2 separate regions of the Rattus norvegicus genome follow, and region 2 is linked to region 1. The links are chromatin contacts, called in public Hi-C maps. All regions are on one chromosome and are shown on one strand. Each heading gives the region's core, a stretch centred on a gene start, on an enhancer-like site or on the middle of the called end of the contact. The rest is flanking DNA. Distances are from core to core; before and after follow the strand shown.

Evidence for each region. Hi-C and Micro-C count contacts between places; a contact is called where the count stands out from the background.
Region 2: a contact with region 1 is called in a Hi-C map of prefrontal cortex, with 2.9 times the contacts expected there. The contact joins the promoter of Ndrg1 here to the enhancer-like site in region 1. A contact is called at or near these places in 7 of 12 Hi-C or Micro-C datasets (the A7r5 cell line, Schwann cells, kidney and 3 more).

The regions. Positions count from the first base shown.
Region 1 is chr7:100,555,475-100,560,836 of GRCr8, reverse strand. Ccn4 (cellular communication network factor 4) reads right to left here. Exons shown (of 5, transcript NM_031716.2): 3 at 4,754-5,014; 4 at 522-715. Among named protein-coding and RNA genes, the nearest start is that of Ccn4, 24 kb to the right of the region's middle. Within about 2 kb of position 2,801, at least 23 of the 93 cell types and tissues checked have an H3K27ac peak or open chromatin away from gene starts, as enhancers often do. A contact at or near this core is called in prefrontal cortex, where this site is marked.
Region 2 is chr7:100,612,223-100,617,584 of GRCr8, reverse strand. It overlaps Ndrg1 (N-myc downstream regulated 1), which reads left to right and starts at 2,683. Exons shown (of 16, transcript NM_001011991.1): 1 at 2,683-2,803.

The DNA.
Region 1 (5,362 bases), core at 1,552-4,051:
GTTCTTATATCATCTTAGACTCTAAACACAGGGAGGTGTTCAGAGATTAATACCAATGTTATATTCAAAGGAAAGGAGCTGAAAATTAATAGCTAGAGACTGCCCACAGCTGTGAACACTAACAGGAGAGAGGCATTTGACCCCATGTGTTTCAAGTTCTAGTTCACAGTCCTCACACTGCCCAGGTAGCTGTCCTGTGCCTATGTAGGTGGATGTGGGAAGCCAAGGGGATGAAAGATGGTGCAGGTCTCTCAGAATCACTACACAAAAACTACTGTGGGTGGCTCCTGATTTCCCCTTGGAGAGATCTTGCTTCTGATGGGGCAAGAACTACAAAAGCATTCATTCAGTGGAATCCATTGTGGAAGAGCCTAGCAGCCCAACCACAGACCTGCCTGGTCCCTTTCACTATTTCCATCTAATAAACGACTCCCAAGAAGTTTAGAGGCCAGGCTCAAGCCAGCTGTACATGCTCACCATGCCTTTACCTGTCCAAGGTGTCTACCCCCCTCTGGATTTACCTTGATGTGTGGTCGGATGTCCACATCACATGGCCGCAGGTTGCAGAGGCGACTTTCCTGCTCTGGCCAGCACCGCGCATTGACATTAGAGATGCGAGTCGAGATACCTAGGCCACAGGTTGTTGAGCAGGGACTCCAGGGGCTAGTGTAGGCTATGCAGTTCTCATACCGTTGCTCCACTGCACCCGAAGCTGCTGTAGAGGAACACCAGAGTACCCATGAGTCTGTAGCCTCCACGAGCTCGCCCAGCCCTCACCATTACCAAGAAAAAAAAATACGTTTAGAATTAATGAGATTCAGAAAGAGGCAGAGACCAATAGATATGTGAATGATTAAAACAAAGACAGACAGACAGAATTGGGCTGTTTCTCCCCACAGGAGGACATGGGAATTGTATTCTCCTCCTTAACATTTTCTTTTCTGACCAAGAGATGCAACATAAAAATCACAGAAGAAAACTCATCATTAGAACCAAGTGGACCCCAGGTCTCTATGATGGTTACTATTGACTGTCAATTGGACAGGGTCTAGAACCACCTAGGTGACAGGCCTCTGGGTATGTCTGGCAAGGATTTTCTACGTTGGATGAAGTGAACTGAGAAGACCTACCTTAACTATGGGCATGAACTGGGGTTCCAGACCAAATAGAACGAAAAAAGTGGGCTAGGCACCAATATTCATCCCTTCCCTCCTTCTAGACAGGATGCCAATGACCAGACACTACCTCCTGCCCCTGCTACCTTTTCCACTGTGATGAATGGTATCTCCGTTTTTTTCATTATGAGATTTTATTTTTACATTTATTTTTACTTGTGTGTCTGTGTCATGTCTGTGTATGTGTGCCATGTATATGCTTGTCCTGGTGGAGACCAGAAGAGGGCATCTGAACCCCTGGAACTGGTGTTACAGGCAGTTGTGAACCACCAGGTAGCTCTAAGTGCTGGGAACCAAACTCGGATCCTTTGGAAGAACAGCAAGCACTCTTCAAATCTGAACCACCTCTCTAGCTCCTGCATCTCTTTGTAAAATGTAAAGCAAAATAAACCCTTTCTCTCTTAAATTGTTTTTCTTTAGATATTTTGTTACAGCAACTAGAAAGGTAAGCGATACAGTGAACATCTACAAGCTATGCTATCTTCCCCAGTTCTTGCTGGGCCTCAGTCATTGCATTAGAGGGATATCTACCTTGTAGGGCTACTGGAAAAGGGTGTAGATTTTGACTAAGTTTATGCTAAGCATCTGCAAGGCACTGAGCAGGGTCTGTTAAAAAAGAGACTGTCCATCCTACTGCCTCTCAGAAATGAAGTATATATGTGAAAGTTCAAAGGTGAGTCGCACGTCCTAGCCCCTGACATCCCATCTCAGTAATTTCAGAACAGAGTAGCTGAAGAGACCATAGACTTCTGTGTCATACTTCTTGAGTTTATCTCTCTGCACTGCACTTGCTTTCAAGTTGTAATCTCATCCATAGGCCTCAGTTCTCCATTATTAAAGAGATTAAGAATGGCATTCCAAGGTCCTGGATCTGAGAGGACAGTCACACATGTGACAGTGCATCAGATGCCCCTGGATTAGTAAATCCCTGTACATGCCAGCTGGTCCCATTACTCAACTATGGACCCCTTGTATTATTTGCTCCTAACTGGTCCTATGAATCTACAGGGCCCAGCATCTGATCGGTGCATGCTTTGCTAGTGGTGAGCAGTGGGGAGAGTGGTGAGCTATGGAGGGAGACAAGCAGATAGATGGCAGACAAGGCAGAACAGCTTGCAGGAAGATGGGACAGACAGACAGACAGACAGACAGACAGACAGACATTCCACCTGTGTTCTCAGGAAATGGAAGAAAGGGGTTGGGGAGAGATGACAGAGAGACAGAGAGAGAATGACATACACACAGACACACAGAGACAGAAAGGCAGACACAGAGAGACAGAGACAGACAGAGGAATGGAGAGACAGGGAGAGAAAGAAAGACAGACAGAGAGAATGAAAGCAAGGAGAGACAAGGTAATCAAAAAATGAGAGAAGGAAGAGACGAAACACACACCAGGTAGACAAGGAATCTATTTAGGGTAACAGCTCTTCATACAGTCCCTGGAGCTTGAAGGTATGCAGCAGGCACTGCTGGTGAGTGAATTTGGGAGTCAATTTGAGAGAGGGAGGGCCTCCCCCACACAGGAGGGAGAAAGCAATGGAGGCATCCAAGGACAGAAGCGGGCAGTCTGGGATGAGCTGGCTGGGAGCCTGGAGCGGGCATGGAGGGAGGGATTTGTCAAGGAGGCTGAGAGGATAAAGGGCTTTGGTTTCTGGGTCTCCTCCATACTGCTGCAGGGCCTCTGCCTGGGATGGCTAAGAACTGGGTCACTGGGTCACACACAATGGGCAGGCAGCCTCTGCTTTCCTCCACCACCCAGGGACTATTGTGCTATACTAAAAGCAGGTTTCGTGGGCGGAGCTGCCATGCTTCCCTGAGCTACCAGGGACCAAACCTTCCCTGCTACCGGCTTTCATCTCTACCACATTGTTTCTCCATATGGGAGATTTTGTTCCCTAAGTCACATTTGTTATGTAAGATCTGGAGTTGATTCAGATGGTCGCAATTTGGGGAGGTGTTGCTGTCATCTAAAGGGACTGTCTAGGGATGCTGCCAAGCCTGTAATGCCCCTGCCCCCACAAAACCAACCCTCCCAACCTTTTAATCTTCAGTGCTGCTGGCACCAAGGCCAAGAATGCAGCTCCACATAGTCTCTGAGCAAACTCACACATTTAAACATTTTAAAAACATTAGCACCCCCAAAGTCCAGTGGTAAGCAGTCTTCTCTCCTTTGGGGTTACCTGCCTCAGAGGCATTTTCCTTTAACAGTGCCCGCATTCTGTGGTCTGTGTGTTAGATTCTCTTGGATTCTCCTCATTTCCCCAGACTCTGTTTCTTCATAGTCTCTGGCCTCCTCTTCTCTTGTCTATTCCTCAAAAGCCACGCTTCCTAGCTCTCTACTCCAGGCTCCTCTGTCTCACTGTGTGTGTTATTCCCAGGACATATCAACGGGCGGCCAGCAGCTGCTCTAAGCGGAGCTCTTTTCCTGTGGGACTCCCTCGGTGAGGTTGCCCTCATTGGATGTCTCTCCCTCTGAGCTCTCCTCAAACTCAGCCTGCTCATGCCAAGCAACTCACCAGCTCCCTAAAACATGGTCCTCTGCTTGTATTCTCTCTCTCCTGGGACAGTGGCCAGTCCCAGGAGCCACGCTTCATTCCTTCCACTACGCCATGCACAGCATAGATGCTAGGCCTTGAGTCGTCCAGCACTGATTCTTGCTCTTATCCTTTCATCACTTTTGTCCCCTCTGCCCTAGCTCAGAAGCCTAACTATGCATAAATATTCACCACCATCTAATCAGACAGCATCTGTGTACATCTATCCTTTATCTACCCATCTATCACCCATTCATCCATTGTAATTATCTGTCTATCTACATCTATATCTATCTATCTATCTATCTATCTATCTATCTATCTATCTATTTTATTCCACATATCTGTTTTCCATCCATTATATAACCATTCTCTCTCCATGCATGCATTCATATGCCGTCTGATTTAGCTATTCATCCATCCATCTACTTCTCTTCCCTTCTCCCACCATTTCTCCTCTATGCATCTATCCACATGTCTATAGATTCTTAGTGCAGCACACACCCATCATCTAGCTATGATCTATTCACCCATATATCCAGCCACCTGTAGCCGAACACCTATGTGGCTACTTCTGCAAACACTAGCTGGATATTTTCCAAATATCTGGCAAGTGCATCAAGCTCCAGCAGGCAATGGTGAATAAATCACATCCCTGTCCTTGCTCCCAGGGCTTCTTCTTATCAGGCTTACCTAGATAAAGTTCCTGCTCATGCGACCATAGCAATAGAATCCTTGAGTTATCTGGAAGACCAACTAGTCCTCCCTAGACCCTGCCACCTGCTCTTCTCTCTAGTTCCTGGGGGACTGCAAATGTCATGCCAGGCTTTTAAGCTGGGAGAAGCCCATAAGGAAGGCAGGAAAGATGGTGTTATTTGCATTTTAAAGATAGGGAATTTGGGTCCCAGACAGCACATCCGCAAAGCCACTGGTGAGTTGTGGAGACGGTAATGGCCTGGGGGCTTGATTTATGAAGAGAACATTAGAAATTTAGGGGCTCTGTGATACCCAGAGATTCCACTTGTCCCTGCCCACTCTTACCAAAGGCTCTGGTGTCCAGCAGTGCAGTCTGGCGTGGCCTCCTGGCATCATCATCACATACCCATTGTTCACAGCACTGGCCAGGGACTCTCACGTGACGGGGCTGGCGGCACCAGAGGCGTGGGGGCCTGGGGCTCAGGCACAGTGGTGTGCAGCCCACGGTGCCATCAATACAGGTGCAGTTGTACCTGCAGTTGGGTTGGAAGGACTCTCCATTGGTGTAGCGCACGCCATCCAGGACACAGCCCACACCGACCACCTCTGCAAACACAGGCGGCAGACGTGTCAGGCCAAGAGGTATGGGCTCCGGGTCAAGTTACTTCTGTGCAGTTTCCCTCTGCCTAAGGTGCCATGCCAAGAAGTCACTCAGGTGAGGAAAGGGAACCTGGCCCACGTATCAGCTGGCTGCACCCCAAGGACAAAGAGAGGGTCATGTGAAGAGATGAGCACATCAGGGAGAAAGAGAGAGGGGGTACTGTGAAGGTGCTTCATGACATCAGTAGGGCAGCCACTGAAGACATTGCTGGATGTTGAGTGGGAGGGTCTAGCACCCTAGTGTTGGAGTTCAGACATTTTTATTCCTACAGTCTTCCCTGAAGGAAGTGGTAC
Region 2 (5,362 bases), core at 1,434-3,933, 57 kb before region 1:
GGTTGGCAGCCTGTGTGTATTTGCTAAGCAAATCCAATTCTATTGCTGACCGGAGAGAAAAAGGAATCATCCCAACAGCTCAATGCGGTGACAGCCACATTCAGCTCAACAGATTCTGCTGCCTCAGCTGCCATGGGCTGGGGAGGTGGGTGTTCAGGCAGGGCTTAGCTCCCTGGGTGCGTGACCTCTATTGAGAGCAAGTATCTTCCATCCTGGGTATGCAGTCACAGCTACACTAAGCAGTCTCTTACCTATACATAGGTGTTATAGCAACACAAATTTGCTTCACCCATACTCGACAGGACAATCAATTCTCTCAGGAAGGGAAACTTCTCAGTTTTTGACTTATGGCAACTTACGGTGTGTGGGGTTTCAAATAGACCTCACTCAGAACTTGGAGGTGGGTTTACGAGGTGACTGCTCCATACATTCTGCACCAAAGGTCAAGGTCTTCCTCTTCTCTCCACCCTTCTTTCTTCTAGCTCTTGACCTGGTTTCTTTCTGTTGTTTTGAGACAAGGTTTTCTTTCCTACATAGCCCATGCTGGTCTAGGCAATCCTCCTGCTATAGCATCCTGAGGGCTGGGAATCGGGGTGGAGTTACAATGGTTCAGCTTGTCCAGCTGAGAATTCAGTGCTGTGGGTTACCTAGAAGGTGTGGCTTCCTCAACACAGACCCAGGTCCCACAGGCAACATGCTCGGGGCTGCAGCTACAGACTGGGGGTGTTCTATATGCATTGTCCTGAAGGAGGACTTCCACAAAGGGCAGGAAATGGCTTCTCCTGGCAAAGTACTCCCTCCCAACCCCCAGCCCACACTGAGGCTACATTTATTGGGGAAGTTGGCAATTCTGTCAGCATCTCAAATTTGACACTCTTTGACAGATAACAAACTATAGGTATTCAATAAATGTTTGTTGATAGACAAGTGAGGAAAGATTCTGGGAAAATGATTATTAATGGGGCGACAGACTGCTTAGTCTAAGAGTGTTGTTAATCAAAAAACAAAATGGCTCCCAAATCTGCCAGTGTTCATTCTCATGGCCCTAGGGTCCAGCAGCTCTTGAACATGTAGGTGCTCAGGACAACTACAGATTGAATTAAGCTCAGCTTAGTGATTTTTTTTTTTTTTTGGTTCTTTTTTTCCGGAGCTGGGGACCGAACCCAGGGCCTTGCGCTTCCTAGGTAAGCGCTCTACCACTGAGCTAAATCCCCAGTCCCCAGCTTAGCGATCTTGTATGGATGTCTTGGGAAACTGAAATCTTGGAGCTCAGTTTTGCTATGCTCTCAAAATAAAGAGCTTTCCCTTTTTACTTCCTCCTCCCCCAGTTCCTTAGCACAGGGCAGGCTCAGAAAGCAGCTTCCTAGATATGTATAGACCAAAAGAGTGAGGATTCGGGCACCTAGAGGCACACTGGAGGGTAAAGAAGAGTGGGTACTGAGCCTCTCGACATTTAGTAGGAGGGTGAGGGGAAGGCCACTTGATCATAAAGGTTGAGCTGAGCTGGTGGTTTTGAGACAATGACTGGATGGGGCGTAGGTGTGACTCAGTCTCTCTATAAAAATGTTGTTTTCTTGGTGTTGGGTGTTGAGATTCTCAGCGTGGCTTCACATCAGAGTCAACCCGGGCAGTATTTATTTATTTAGTGTGAATGGGGAGAGTGGGGGTCTGAGGAAAATTTTTGGCAGTGTGCTCTTTCTCTTCACTTTGTGGTTTCCAGGCATGGAATTTAGGTCTTCAGGTTTGGTAGGCCAAGTGTCTTTACCAGATGAGCTATCTTGCTGCACGCACTGACGAGCTTTTTTTTCAAAGCCCCAGCGTCGCTGCACATTCCCAGAGACTCTGACTAAGCTGCTTTTGGGGTGCAGCCAGGATAGCTACCTGCTTAAGAAACGCTTCCTGGAGACTCACACAGGTGTAGGCCAGGGCTGAGAAACCGGTAACAGGCAAGCAGGCCAAGGTTTTAGAACAGCAATGAGAGGAAGAAGGTCCGTGGTTGGAAAGCGAACACCACTCAAGTTCTGGGGACCACAAAAGGCAGTGTGTAGAGTGCTCACTGCTGCCGGGGCAGGCTGGAGCAGTGTCATCTCAGGATAGAAAGGGAGCTGTGGGGCGCCAGGATCGGCGAGAATGAAGGGAGCTAAGCAACGTGAAAGGAACCTGGAGAGAAAGTCTAGTATCTAGGCAGTAAATGGGGATCCGGAGTGACTACGTGGAGACCCAGAGGAAGTGGGGGTTGCCGCCCAGAAGGGCGTGGCGCGGGCAGACGCTTAGGAAACTCGGAGGCGATGGGGGCCACGCGGTCGGGCAGAGAGACACAAGGAAGTCCGCAAGCACACGCACGGGCGCGCACGGGAACATACACTACCACTCCGTACACACACGTCCGCCGCACACGCCGGGGTCCCGAGACCAGATCACAGGGAGGAGCGGCAGGTCGGGCTTGGGCGGGCTTGGCAGTCTCTCCCGACGCGCCCCTGCAAAGGCTTGCGCAACAGGCGGCGGCTCCAACCCGCCCCGCCCAGCCCAGGCAGGGTGCAGTGGGAGCCGGGCGGGGGAAAGGGGTGTGTCCCCGTCCCCTGCTGCGCTGGGAGCCGAGGGTCTGGGAGGGGCGAGGCCCTGGGGGCGGGGCCCCGGCGCCTATTAAATCGTCCTTCGCACGGACGTAAACAAACCTTGCCAGGCTACCCTCTCGAGCTGCCAGCAGATTGCTCACCCATCTTCTTCCCTCTCTTCACCTCCCGCGGGGCGCTGCACCTTCAGCCTTGCTGTTGGCTCCTTTCCGTGCTTCCTTGCTGGTTAGGTAAGCCCTCCGGACCCCTTTTACCTCCGGGGCAAGACAAGGACCCTCAGGAAAACTCGTCTTCGGGGTGCTACTTTACTGGATTCCCCGCCAGTGCTTTGTGGCCCTTGCGAAGACCACAACCCGTGGTCTTCGGTGGCGCCAGCGCCGGAGGGGTCGCTGGCATCCTTGGAGCGTGTTTCAATTATTATAAGGCAGAAAAAGACATGTTGGGTCTCAGCTTTCTCTCTAACTGGGGAAGTGGGATTGAGGGGTTGAAGTTGGGGCGGAGAGCCTAGGAATACCTGGGTCGCGCTTCCTGGCATTAACCCCGAGCCACAGCTGACTCCACTGTCCACTTGGCTCAAGGGGACACTTTGTGTGAGCTCGCGCGTGTGAAGGGGTGTGAATGGGTGATGGGATGACTAGGAAAAGAGCGACTGTGGCATGTGTGTGTATCCAGGGGATGAGAAAGGGTGAGCAGACTTGGCGGGGAGTGTGGAGAAGGGGGCGAAGGTGTGTCTTCTGTGAAGCCTGGTCCCGAAACAGTGTTATCTGAGCCAAGGTTCCCATCCAGTCGCAGAGCCCGGTGCTCTCCAAGCTGTGCGTGTGAGAGAACATGTGTGTGCTGGGGAGAGTCCGGGGTGTGTCCCGGCGCGTGCTGCACGCGCCACAGCGAGTGTTGGCGGCGAGAGCAGCATAGGCAGGGTGCGGCCCTCTAGGTAGTACCGGGTTGGCAATGTGGCTGCGCGGGAGAGGTGGTTTGTGCCTCTAGGGTCGCGCGGGCATCTGGCAGCCCTAGAGTTGGCTGGAGCTCCGAGTGTCGTCATTTTCGCCTCCGCCTACCCCCACCCTCCTTTCTTTCTCCCAGGCGATCCTCCCTGCTGTTCCAGCCGGGAGAGCAGCTGGAACTGCTCCTCAGTTCCCGGGAGACCCGTTGCGGTCTCTGATTCAGCCTGTAGGGGAGATTCGGGAGGGGCGTGCAGAATGCTGCAGGCTCGGGGGAAACAGGCTGTCACCGCCTCTGTCAAATTAGTAGCTGAAGCTAGGATTTGTGGATGGCTTGCTTACTCTGCCACCTTCAGTGTTCCCCTGTCTCTTGCCCATGCTGGCAGTCATCATGGATCCCCCATGTACCGCCCCTTGGGTTTTAATGTGGGAGGACAGCGGATGGGGGAGGGAAGTCCAGTGGTCCGTGTCCTAGAACAGCCTTCAGCTCTCCCTCACAGGCTTCCTGGGCAATTCGGCTTATTTGAGTTCTTGAAGGTCCTGTAGAAGATGGGAAATTCAGGTCAGCCAATGCTTCCCCTCTCCCCCATTCCGTGTTCTGTTGCTTCTTACTGTCATAAATCCCAGCAATTTGCCTATTTCACATGTGTGAGGAGAGAAAGCTAGGTGCAGAGAAAAGCCTCCAACACCAGTTTCAAGGGACTTGCCAACTTCTGGACAGTGGCAGGGAAGGGCCAGACCACTGTTGTATGGGTGTGGTTCAATGGGACGCGGGCCAGGGTGGTGCCAAGTAGGGGCTAAGAAAGGTGTGAGGGAGGCTTTTTAAGGAAGGGCTGGAAAAGCCCCAGGAGAGGCTCTACAGTAGATGCTGTCAGGGAGCTAATGCCTCCTGTGCTGCCTTTGTGGTACTTGGTCTCCCAGTGACCAGTACCAGGAACCTGGGGAAGGAAGACTTTTTCTGCCATACCGAGGACAGTAGCCTGACCCATAGGAAGAGCTAAAATGTACATTAAAAATGACTGGGACAGCTCTGCTCTCTGCCTTGACTCTGGTAGGGATCAGATACAATGCTATGGCTGGAGGTATTGCTTAGTTCCTGGGTCCATTGTAGAGTCTCCTTCTCTGGTAAGCTTTCTCTTGGTGAAGGCAAGCCAGATATTTCTAAGTACTGATTGGGCTCTTTGAAAAGAAAATCCAAACTCCTACACTATCCTTTCTTGTCTTTTGCCACTTTAGAGATGAAAACCGAGATCAGAGTTGGAGAGGTCTGTGTCCAGGTCAGCCAGAGCCAGAACTCTATTCAGAATCTTTTTCTCAGAAGTCTCTTGGTTAGGACTGATTGTTGTTTATTTTTGTTTTTGTTTTTGTTTTTTGTTTTTCCCCTGAATGCTACAGAATATGAATGGGAACTTTTCTTCTTATCGAGTTTCAGGTGAGGTCACTAGGAGAGAAAGGCAAAGTGTAAGTGGTTTTTGCTTTTTTTTTTTTTTTTTTTTGTTTGTTTGTTTGTTCTGAAAGTGTTTAAATCAGGTGCTGAAGTAGAAGCAAAGTCAATTCAGTGAGAAAGAGACAAGGATCACATCCCCTCTGCCTGGTGGTTTTCTGAGTTAGGTACCTCTCCCCTCAACCCCCAACAGTGCTGAGGGCCCTGGGTGCATTGACCCCTGGTGGCCTGAACTAGCCCCAGCAGGGGTCAGAAAGAAGGCAATGTGCTTTTCTGATATCCCAAAAGCTGCAGGGCTTCTCTTATGACCTAGCTCCAGAGGAGTCATCAAAGGTCCCGTACCTTCTGAGGAAGTTAGTGTAATGACTAGCACTGAGGGTGTGGTGTGGCCAGAACAGGACAAGTAT